Linked DNA regions of Callithrix jacchus: regions 2 and 3 are each linked to region 1. Evidence: chromatin contacts called from public Hi-C data. All regions are on one chromosome and are shown on one strand. The core of a region is the stretch at or near the end of the contact, and the rest is flanking DNA. Distances in the headings are between cores, read along the strand shown. Region 1 overlaps PLXNA2 (plexin A2). Region 2 holds the start of PLXNA2 (plexin A2). Region 3 overlaps PLXNA2 (plexin A2).

The links. A called contact is a pair of places that touch in the nucleus more often than the background predicts.
Region 2: a contact with region 1 is called in a Hi-C map of skeletal muscle, with 6 times the contacts expected there. The contact joins the promoter of PLXNA2 here to the enhancer-like site in region 1. A contact is called at or near these places in 3 of 3 Hi-C or Micro-C datasets (induced pluripotent stem cells and skeletal muscle).
Region 3: a Hi-C map of skeletal muscle shows a contact between it and region 1, with 2.7 times the contacts expected there. The contact joins two enhancer-like sites. A contact is called at or near these places in 3 of 3 Hi-C or Micro-C datasets (induced pluripotent stem cells and skeletal muscle).

What each region holds. Positions count from the first base shown.
Region 1 is chr19:35,391,095-35,394,331 of calJac240_pri, reverse strand. PLXNA2 (plexin A2) reads left to right here. Exons shown (of 32, transcript XM_035280804.3): 30 at 2,332-2,544; 31 at 3,214-3,237. Among named protein-coding and RNA genes, the nearest start is that of CD34, 120 kb to the right of the region's middle. Within about 2 kb of position 1,796, at least 5 of the 16 cell types and tissues checked have an H3K27ac peak or open chromatin away from gene starts, as enhancers often do. A contact at or near this core is called in skeletal muscle, where this site is marked.
Region 2 is chr19:35,607,422-35,610,658 of calJac240_pri, reverse strand. It overlaps PLXNA2 (plexin A2), which reads left to right and starts at 1,560. Exons shown (of 32, transcript XM_035280804.3): 1 at 1,560-2,239.
Region 3 is chr19:35,537,224-35,540,460 of calJac240_pri, reverse strand. All of the region lies in intron 3 of PLXNA2 (plexin A2), which reads left to right. Among named protein-coding and RNA genes, the nearest start is that of PLXNA2, 70 kb to the left of the region's middle. Within about 2 kb of position 1,645, at least 3 of the 16 cell types and tissues checked have an H3K27ac peak or open chromatin away from gene starts, as enhancers often do. A contact at or near this core is called in skeletal muscle, where this site is marked.

The sequences.
Region 1 (3,237 bases), core at 547-3,046:
CCCAGCTGCCTGTGCCAAGTGGGGCCTGCCTGGCTTGAGGCCCAGCACCAGGATGCACCCTTGAGTTCTGGCCTTCCAGGTTGTGACCAGTCCACCAGGAAGGGCCTCCTCCCCTGACTCTGAAATCTCTGGTTCTCAGGAGAAGGGGCCTGGGGGGACCCATGCAAAGAGCTGCATTTGAAGCCTGCAGCAGAGCTTCACAGCCAGCCATCATGAGGCATTCTGAGTGGGGCAGTTCTAGGGTACTGCGTTAGATTGGGAAGCCCTGAATTAAACTGAGACCGCCGGTGAAGCTGGTCAGCACTGGAGAGGGAGATCACACCTGCTGTAGACTTGAGCCCACTGGCCGGGAGGATTTCATTGCAAACTTGATCTCTTAACGCCAAGTGATTATCCTGGTGCCATAGCTTTCAGGAAGCAGCAGGGAGAATGTCCTGTAGGCATGTTCTCTTCCTTAAAGTCACCTCCACAACCAGACCAGCATTGGGAGAAGCCCTCAGGCCCCTGGCATGAGACTTTCTCCTCCTGGGTTTTAAACCTGGACCCAAGCTAAAGACTGGCTTTCAGGTCAGGCAGGACCCAGCCAAGAGCTGGCATCAAAAGGCTTCCTTTGGGACAGAGCACAGAGAGGGGAGGTCCAGGCATTTGGGTTGGGCAGGCAGCCCATGCAGCTGTCTGGAGTCAGCAGTCTCCTCAGAAAACAGAGCCGACACAGATGGACCCAGGCTGTTATTTGGGAATCAAAAGTCCTAGCAACCAACAAAACACTTCGGAAAAAGCCGACCCAAGCCCCATCTATTCCTTCCTCCTCCCGGATCTTGTGGTCGCTGAGCCCTCCTTAGTCTGCAGCTTTGATCACAGCGGAGTGAGATGGACAGGCTTGGGGTATCCTGGGGTTAGGAGCCCACAGTGCACTTTGCCAGGACAGGCCTTCCATCTGCATTCCCTGGGCTGCGCATGCCGGTCCCCTTTGCTTTGGAGCAGCCCCAGCCCAGTGCTGGGAGAGGGCAATTCAGGGAAAACCAAGAGCAAGTGTGGGGTTATCCCCATCTCTGTGCCTTCTGTGTGCTGGTCAGACCCAAGTCATAGAAACGTACTACCCTGGCATCGTGGTGGGGAGAGAGTTTCCTTATCCAGACCTCAACAGCAACTGTCCAGGGAAAGATCACCAGAAACTCCCCGAGGCTGCCAGAAGAAGGGGAGGGCAGGAGAGATGAGTCAGCTCTCAGCTGCAGCTAAAAGAAAGTGAGGGATCCTGTTGGGTTTGGAGGATGGGCAGAAATCATCATGGAAGGACTTGAGGCTGAGTAAAGCAGATCTTGCCCAAGACCTGGCACTACTGAGACATTTGGGAAAGTTTGGGGCCCATGAGAGTCAAGAGAAGATGAAGTAGGGAAGAGGAGAATACACTGGGGAGCTGGGAACATCATCTCAGACTAGAGGACAAGCCTGCGGTGTTCCACAGAGGAGTCAAAAGACTTAAAGCCCAGAAAGCAAAGAGGAGGAAGAGAAGGCAAAGCTGGAAGAGGAAGTAAAAACAGCAGCTGTTCTGATTTTGAAGGAGAGTAAATGGCCTTATCTGCTTTAGGCTTAAGGAGCTGAGAAAACTCCTCTGGTTATAAATTCCCAGGTTGCAGAGGAAAGTCTCCTAACTACTGATAGGTTCCTCTTGGGGTGGGAAAATCGCTGAGCTACAGTGAGTCATTCCCAGGATGCCAACAATGGCCTCCACTTCTCCCTCTGCCCCTGCCCAGATACAAGAACGCCCTGGGGAGAGTCATGAAAGAACTTCCCCCAGGGGAGCCCATTCCTCTGCCCAGCAAGGCCGGGCCAGCCCTGGGAAGTAGCTTGGGCAGCTGGGCTGGGCGGGGAACGCAGGTGGGGCCCTTTGTGCCCGCTTTGAGGCCAAGCCTCGGCTGCTCACTGCCTTCTTCCGGACCATGGCCATGGGCACTGTGAAGGGACTCCAGGAGCCTGGTGGCTTTGTTTGAAGCCCTGAGAAAATGTAGTGTCCTCTGTACTTGGGCTTGCCTAGGGGCACAGAGGCCTTTAGAAAAGTCTCCCGGGAGGGAACAGCACACACCCAGGCCCACCCCTCAGTTGTTAGAGATCAGGGTCAGTGCCCCCATTAAGGTACAGCGGTGCCTCTCCATTTCTCACCGTCAGTAACAGCTTAGGCTAAATTAGCCCTGGCTGCACCCATTTTCTCCCGTTTTACTCCTTTGCCCCTTCAGGTAGACGATTTGACATTTTGTGGGGAAGAATAGCAGTGGGTGGCGGAAGGGGCACAGCCTGCCTCCAGTCTCAAGTCTGCTCTGCCTTTCCCCACAGCCTCCCTCTGCGCTTCTGGGTGAACGTGATCAAGAACCCCCAGTTCGTATTTGACATCCACAAGGGCAGCATCACGGATGCCTGTCTCTCTGTGGTGGCCCAGACCTTCATGGACTCTTGTTCAACGTCAGAGCACCGGCTGGGCAAGGACTCCCCCTCCAACAAGCTGCTCTATGCCAAGGACATCCCCAGCTACAAGAGCTGGGTGGAGAGGTCAGTAGCACTCTCAGGACAGGCCAGTGCCCCTGTCTCCCTGCCCCTTCCCCACTCTGTAAGCCGTCACTGAGCAAGAACCCAGACGGTGTCTGTCATCTCTTCAGGACCTCCCGCTTCCCCTCTTTGCCCATGCCCCCTGCTGCGGGAGGAAGGGTGGTTTTGTGCCCATGGTAATCAGATGATTATCATCCTAGTTACTACTCATTGAGCCTGTGCTAACACCTGGCACTCTGATAAAGATTTTGTGTGTATCATCTCATTAAAATGTACAGTAGAGTTGTGAAGGCAGTATTATTATTATTCCCATTTTACAGATGAGGAAACTGAGGTACAGAGAGGCTAAATAACTTGCCTAGTGTCACACAGCTAACAGGTAGCAGAACTGGGATTTGAACACAAAGAGCCTAGTCAGAGTCTGAGCTTTTAACCACTCTGTTGGGCACCACAGCCATGAGCTCTCAGCTAGATGGAATCTACTGAAGAAACTCTGGCCTTTAGCTTCAACCTCAGCTTGAAGCAAGAGGCCAGAGGAAGCCACATCAGAAGAGAAATAGAGAGGCAGGAGCAACTGGGGACATCAGTGCCCTTGAAGGACCTGGACCTGGGGTAGCTATAGGTAAAGGTTTGCTGAGAGTGCCATCAAGGCACCTGTCCTATCTCTGGCAGATACTATGCAGACATCGCCAAGCT
Region 2 (3,237 bases), core at 311-2,810, 220 kb before region 1:
TAAAAAGAAATAAAATAATAATACAGGGTAAATATGATAATGTACTGGTGTTTTACCAACAATAAATGCTAAAGTAGTTTGAAGGAAAGAACAGGTCTGGATCAGGCACCACAGCTTAGATTCTTTGTAACTCCACAGGACAAAACTAGCAGTAACCCGTGAAAGTTACGGGAACACAAATTTCAGCTAATTACAATGAAGAACTTTTGGAGAATTAGCTAATTTCTGCAGATGTTGGAGTAGAGCCTAGATCTTCCAGTCCTGTATTGAATGAACAATTGTTCGAGATGACTGGTTATCTAGATCACCTTTTTTCTTCTTCCTCTCTTTCTCACTCTCTTTTCTCTGGCTCCCTTTCTTCATCCCTCCCTTACTTCCTTTCTTCTGCTCCTACTGCTCTGAGAATTTCGTGCAATTGCTTTCAGGGTTTCTGCAGTGATTTTTGTTGTTGTTTTTTCGATTTTTTACCACTGAGGACTGTGGCCACCAGAGGGCAGTAGAGGAAGTTTATCAGAATACTTGGACATGAGTAAACTCATGTGCGCTCTAATAGCGAGCAGGGACTGCACAAGATCCTGTGAACTGGCTGGGGGCCAGCTTGCAGGCTCCTTCCAGAGAGCAGTGTCTAGAGGCTACGGAGATACTGAGACTGTATGGCGCTTAAGGGCACCGAGGCATTGTCATCCAGAATCCTGAAACCTCTTACCTTAGGTTATTACAATAAGTTATCTTAGCGCCACCCCTCTGATTCCCCTGCCAAGCAGACTCTGCATTGGATATAGAAAGCTCCTCTTCCATCCCCGATGCCCCCGTCCCAGTCAGGATTCATCAGACGCCCAGGATATCTATCAGGGCTGGAAGCTTGAGATTCAATTCAGAGCAAGGCTCATTTTCTCATTGCAAAAATATTAACAACTTCAAGCCTTATTTGACAGCTTGTTGGCCTTTTTTTCCCCCTTTAATTTACAAGAAGAGGAAATTTGCTCCCACAAATTCCAAGACTCCAGTCTCAACCCCACCAGGCAAGCCGGGTTCCTCCCCACTCACCCTCACTCAAATTAAAGATGAAGAGGAGGGAGGTGTGCAGGATGTGCGTGGTGACAGGTGATGCGAATGGCGGGGAGTCCCTGTCCCTACTGCCCTCGCCCACCATGCCTGTGTCCTGAGCTTCCCCCAGACCCCAACCCTCGACCTTCTACCCCCACTGGGGGCTAAGCCAATTGAGCTTGGAAGGCCCGGATTCGAATCCCTGGGCCCTGGCAGCATTTTCCTCGCCCCCTTGGCTACTTAAGGTGGCCGTTGGGTCCGGTGCTGAGCTGGGCGCAGGACAGGCAGCGGGGCGGCCTCCGGATGCCAAACCTGCTTCTCCTTTGTTGACAGCTGGCAGAAGAGGAAGTCCGCGCTGGCGGGGGAGGGGCGGGGGCTGGCGGTGGCGGGCGGTGCCAGCGGCGGGCGCGGCCCCCGCCCGGGCGGACGTGGCCGGCGGGGAGGGGGTTAATGCGCGGCCTCTATGATAATGAGCTGCATGGTAAAATAGGGAGGCCGGCGCTCAGGGCTCCGCCACCGCCGCCGCCGCCGCCACCGCGGGAGCCAGAGCTGCCGGGCGGAGCGGCGTCCGCGCCAGACTGGAGCGGGAGGGCGGCGGAGCGCAGTTGCTGGGAATTTTTCAGCCGAGAGAGCGAGCGATCAGGAGAGAGACCCCGCGAGCTTGGGAGCGGTAGGGAGGGCGAGCGCCGGAGCCAGCGGAGCAAACCTCGAAATAGATCTGGAGAGCCAGGCTCCCGGAGGAAATGGGACTGTGAACGAACCCGGGAGCAAGAAGGGAAGGAAGCGCCGGGATTGCTGATGTCAGAGGAGCCTGGAAAGTCGCGCTGGGAAAATCTGAAGACAGCCGGGGCTCTGCTTCTTCCCCGCGAGAGACGCCGCCGGCCACCCCCACACGCCCCCTCGGCGCCTCCGGGTGTCCCCCGCGAGCCGGCGACAGCGCCCAGCCCGGCTGCTGCGGGGCGACGGAGCACTGAGGGGCGCGCGGAGCGGAGACCAAGGGGCGACTTCAGGAATACAGATAAGTGGCTAGTGGCTTGACGTGGATTTTAATGAATTTGGACTCCATGTGGATTTGGTCGTCTCCGTGATTCCGAGCTGCGAGCAGGGAGAGGGGCCTCGAGCCGCCCTCAGAAGCCGGCGGCCGAGGAGGACGGAGCGGGGACGGAAGGACAGACCGACGCTGCCGAGCTGGGTAAGCGGCCGCTGGGCCGGGCGCTCGGAGTCGCGGCGCCCTCCGCCCTCACCCCACGCGCGCGCACACCCGCGGCGGCTTCTCCCGCGTCCACCTCTTTGGGGTCCCGGCCCCAGGCACCTGGGCTCGGCCGCGGAGGGCAAGTCCCCGCGCGGGCTCGGCCACTTTGGCGGGCCGGAGCGCTGCGTGCGCGCGATCGCAGGCTCACTGGAGCCACTGCCTCCCGCCCCAGGCTTCTCGGCCGGCCGCCTGCTTCCCAGCCCGGGCTGCGGGAGGCAGCAGCGCTCCGCCGCGCGCCTCCACAGCGCACCTGCCGGCGCTCTGCGGCTATGGGGAGCTCCGGGCGTCAAAGCTGTCCCGGGAGCTGGAGCCCAAAGAGGGCCTCGGTGGCACGAGCGAGACAACCCAAAGCCACTGTGGCCAGCGATCGATTTGGGGGCGTTCACTCCAGCGCTGGAGTCCCTGGTGGCCGCCGGCTGTCCCTTCCGATGGGAAATGGAAATCAGGGGAAGGGGAAAACATCATTTGCGCGGGTTCCATAAGGCTCGGGGAGAGATTCCCAGGCACAGAATGGGTCTAATTGCTCCATCTTTCGGACTCCCTTCCCGGGGTATGGCCTAGCCGGGGTCCAGCCCCGTAGTTTGAGCACCTCAGGAGTGCTGGGGGTTGAAATGGGAGTTTGCTTAGGGTCCCAGAGGCTCCTGATGAATCCTTTGAGAAGGTATCCTTCCATGTACTCTTCCTTGTCCCACCCCACAAGTGAGGTAGGGATCCTAGAAAATTCTAGCCCTTTTTAGCCATCCCACAGGTAGTCTCTCTGATGCCAATCATGGTCTAGATGGCCAGAGTCACCAGAAATTGCCATTCTAGGTTCCCGAAAAATACCCACCTGTTTGGAATGCTCCTTGCCCTTAGTGGGACCTGCCTACTCAAACTCCGCTCTGCTCAGGGCGGGGATAGAAATAATGGGAGAGTGGAAGTTGGATAAAAGATTTGGG
Region 3 (3,237 bases), core at 396-2,895, 150 kb before region 1:
AAAGACAGCAAATGGCCAGGGCTGGACAGAGAGTTCCCAGCACCAGGGAGGTAGCACATCAGCAGGGGCCAAGTCCAATTTCCCTTGCATTCCAGAGGTATTGAGGGAGACCAGGAAATGCCAGCTCATTTCCACAGGGAATTTCTCTTGTATACACCACTGTTGTCATTTTGCAGTCGTGAACGTGAGGATGTACAGGTGGGGGGACACGTGAGGAGAGAAGGCCTCAGGGCTAGTGTGGAGCAGGGGGTGCATTGTGGGGTTTGAGTTTCAGAACCGAAAGCAGAGGAACTGGGCTGGGCCTTGAGCAGAGGTGCCCTGGTGCATGGACCAGCCTATAGGGGGCATGGGCGCTCCTCCGGCTTCCACTCTGATGTCTTAGGTCAGCAGCCTTCACCTGCTTCTTCTGCCCTTCGCAGCTCTCCTCCCCTCAGTTTGTCTTCTTCCCCTCCTGCACACCTCCAGCCTGCCTCCTCCATATGGTCTCCGCATCTGGCTGATGACCATCCAGAGAATTTAACAATACCTTCTTCCCTCCCTCCGCAGCCCTTACCTCCTCCCACTCTACCCTCAGCGTCTCCTTATGACTCTGACTTCTGTGTTCCTCCCTGCCTCCCCCAGGTGTCTCTGCAAGAATAGAACAAGCAGGCAGGCTCTCCAAAGAGTTAGCTCTTCTCTCCCCAGCTCCCAGCCCCACACATAACCATTGATGCCAGGCCTTACCAAGTCCTCACTCCTCTCTTTTCCATACTTGGAAGGCTGCCACTGACTGGAGCTGAGGTCTGCAGTGGGCAGGACCCCTCCATGACCAGGCGAGTGGCCTAGATGCATTTGCAAAAGCCAGTCACACCATGACTCAGAGATTCCGCCTCTGATCCAAATACCCTTCCCGGAGGGGACTTGGCACAAGGGAGAAAACCCACATATTCCACCAACTTCTATTCTTTTCAAAGCGTTATCTCAGCGGACTCCTAATTCTGTCTCTGGCATATATGCTTGTGTGTGGTGCACACATACACCATATCTCAGCATCCTGGAACCCGTGTGGTGTGTGGCGTTCCCAGGAGGGACAGGGGAAATGAAAGTTGAGCAAGCAGCAGCAGATGTTGCTGGAGTTCTTCTTCCTGGCTTGGTGCTGCTCATCCTTCTGCAGGTCAGGCTGGTAATGAGAGGATTAATTTTTGTTCCCCTCCATCTTGGCCCCAATATGGCTGGTTAATGCTAGTTCAGCTGGTAACATTTTCATTGGCAAATCCTCCACTCACCCTTGAGACAGGCTCAGCATGCACAGCCCCAGAACTGGATCTGCTGGGAACAGGAGCCTTGGCCCTAAATCTTGGACAGATGCAACAGCTTGGCAGCAAAGAACCGACCTTTGTCCCCTTGCTGATAGAGTGGAAAGAACACTGGGGCGGACCGCAGGTGCATCCTGCTTGGCGGTGGGCTGGCTGTGTGATCCTGAGAACTTCACTTAGGTTCTCTGAGCGCCGATGTGCTCACTTCTTAATGAACATAACATGGGATCCACAGGGCTTGCTTCAAGGATTAAATAAGATAATATATTCATATGTAGTAAGCGCTCAGCAAATGCTAGATTAAGTCTGAAATCTAAACAGGGCTCATAGTGCAGGGAAATAGAGCCACAGACATTTTAGGAGACCTTCAAAGGCTCAGTAATCCAACATCCTCAGTGTAGTAGTAGCACATGAATACTAGTGTCTGTAAACTAGTAAACGTGGATGTTTTCTGTGCCATCTACTGTTCCAAGTAATAGATATATAAATTATTAATCTTGCACCAACAGGATTTGAAATGAGGAAATTTTACAAATGAGGGCATTTGGCTTACAGAAGTTGAGAACTCTGCTCTCATTACTGGTAAAGCCAAGAGTCCAATGTAGAGAGACTGGTTGTAGATTTTGCTCTTAATCACTACCTGTCACTGCCTCTCAGATATGCCAGTGAGGCAGCTCCAGCCTAGAGGGCAGTAACTTGCTCACAGTCACCTCGCTGTTCATCTCCTCCCTCCTAGGCCTGGGCTCTTTCTGTGACATTGAGCTGATGAGTCATATTCCTTGGGAGCTGCTAGAAGGATTTGTCTTCCACAGCCAACCTGCCAGCACCCCCCCGCCCCAGAGCATCCCAGTTACCCCTTCCTTCTCTCCTACTGCTCGAAAGTGTCCCTTGGACACAGAAAACAGCTTTGTGCAGGCTCCTGCAGGGACTCTCCCAGGTAAGGCCTGAGCACTCTCGGGCCTTCTTTTGCAAAGATGGACAGACTTGTCCATACTATCCAAGGCCACGATGAGATCAGCTCCCTCAGCCCTCCAGAATCTGTTAGAAAGAGAAGGCAGCTTCCCTGGGACAGTTGCCACCCAATAACTCAGAAGCCAAAAGCTTTCTGGCAGTGAGCTAAGGGTCAGGACATGTGCTCGGCTCAGCCTGCCCAGAGCTGAGATCAGACCCTTATGAGTCCCAGGTGTCATCTGCAGATGTGGGCAGTGCTCTGGGCACAACCAGCAGGCAGAGGAAATGGACGAAGAGAGAGCAGCGATAACTTGGAAGTACTTAGGGGTCCAAGCAATGTCCAAGTAGAGAGCTAGAAATTGAGGGAAGAACAGAACACACTTTTCACACAGCAAAATCCAGGTATCCCTGGCCTTTCACAATATGACCCCCACCTACCTTTGCAATTCCACAGCACTTCCTCCAACCAAAAACGTTACATCTCCAAATAACAGAGCCCCAAACAGTGGTTTTCACATAGGTCTGCAGACAATACGTGCATCTTCCCTTTGGAGCCACTGCTCAGGCTGCTATGTTGTTGGCGCAAAAGTAACTGTGGTTTTTGCCTCCCCAGCTCTCTATTGTAACACCGCTTTGCTCTCATCTCCCTGCACAACACCGGTGCAGAAGTCATTGCAGGTTTCGCCTTTTTTAATGGCAAAACCCGCAATTAGTTTTAACTCTCAAAATTAAATTTTGAGTTAGTCCCCCATTGTAGAGGAGGGAAGGAGGCACTAGGAGCTTAACAAACTTGCCTGAGTTACCCAACCTACTCACTAAACTTTGATCTCTTTAGCAATTAAATGATGGTAATAGACCTGGCAAGGTGGCTCATGCCTCATCCCAATACTTTGGGAGGCCAAGGCAGGAGGATGGCTTGAGGCCAGGAGTTTGACACCAGTCTGGGTAACAGAGGGAGACCCTGTTTCTACAATAAATAAATTTTAAAAAT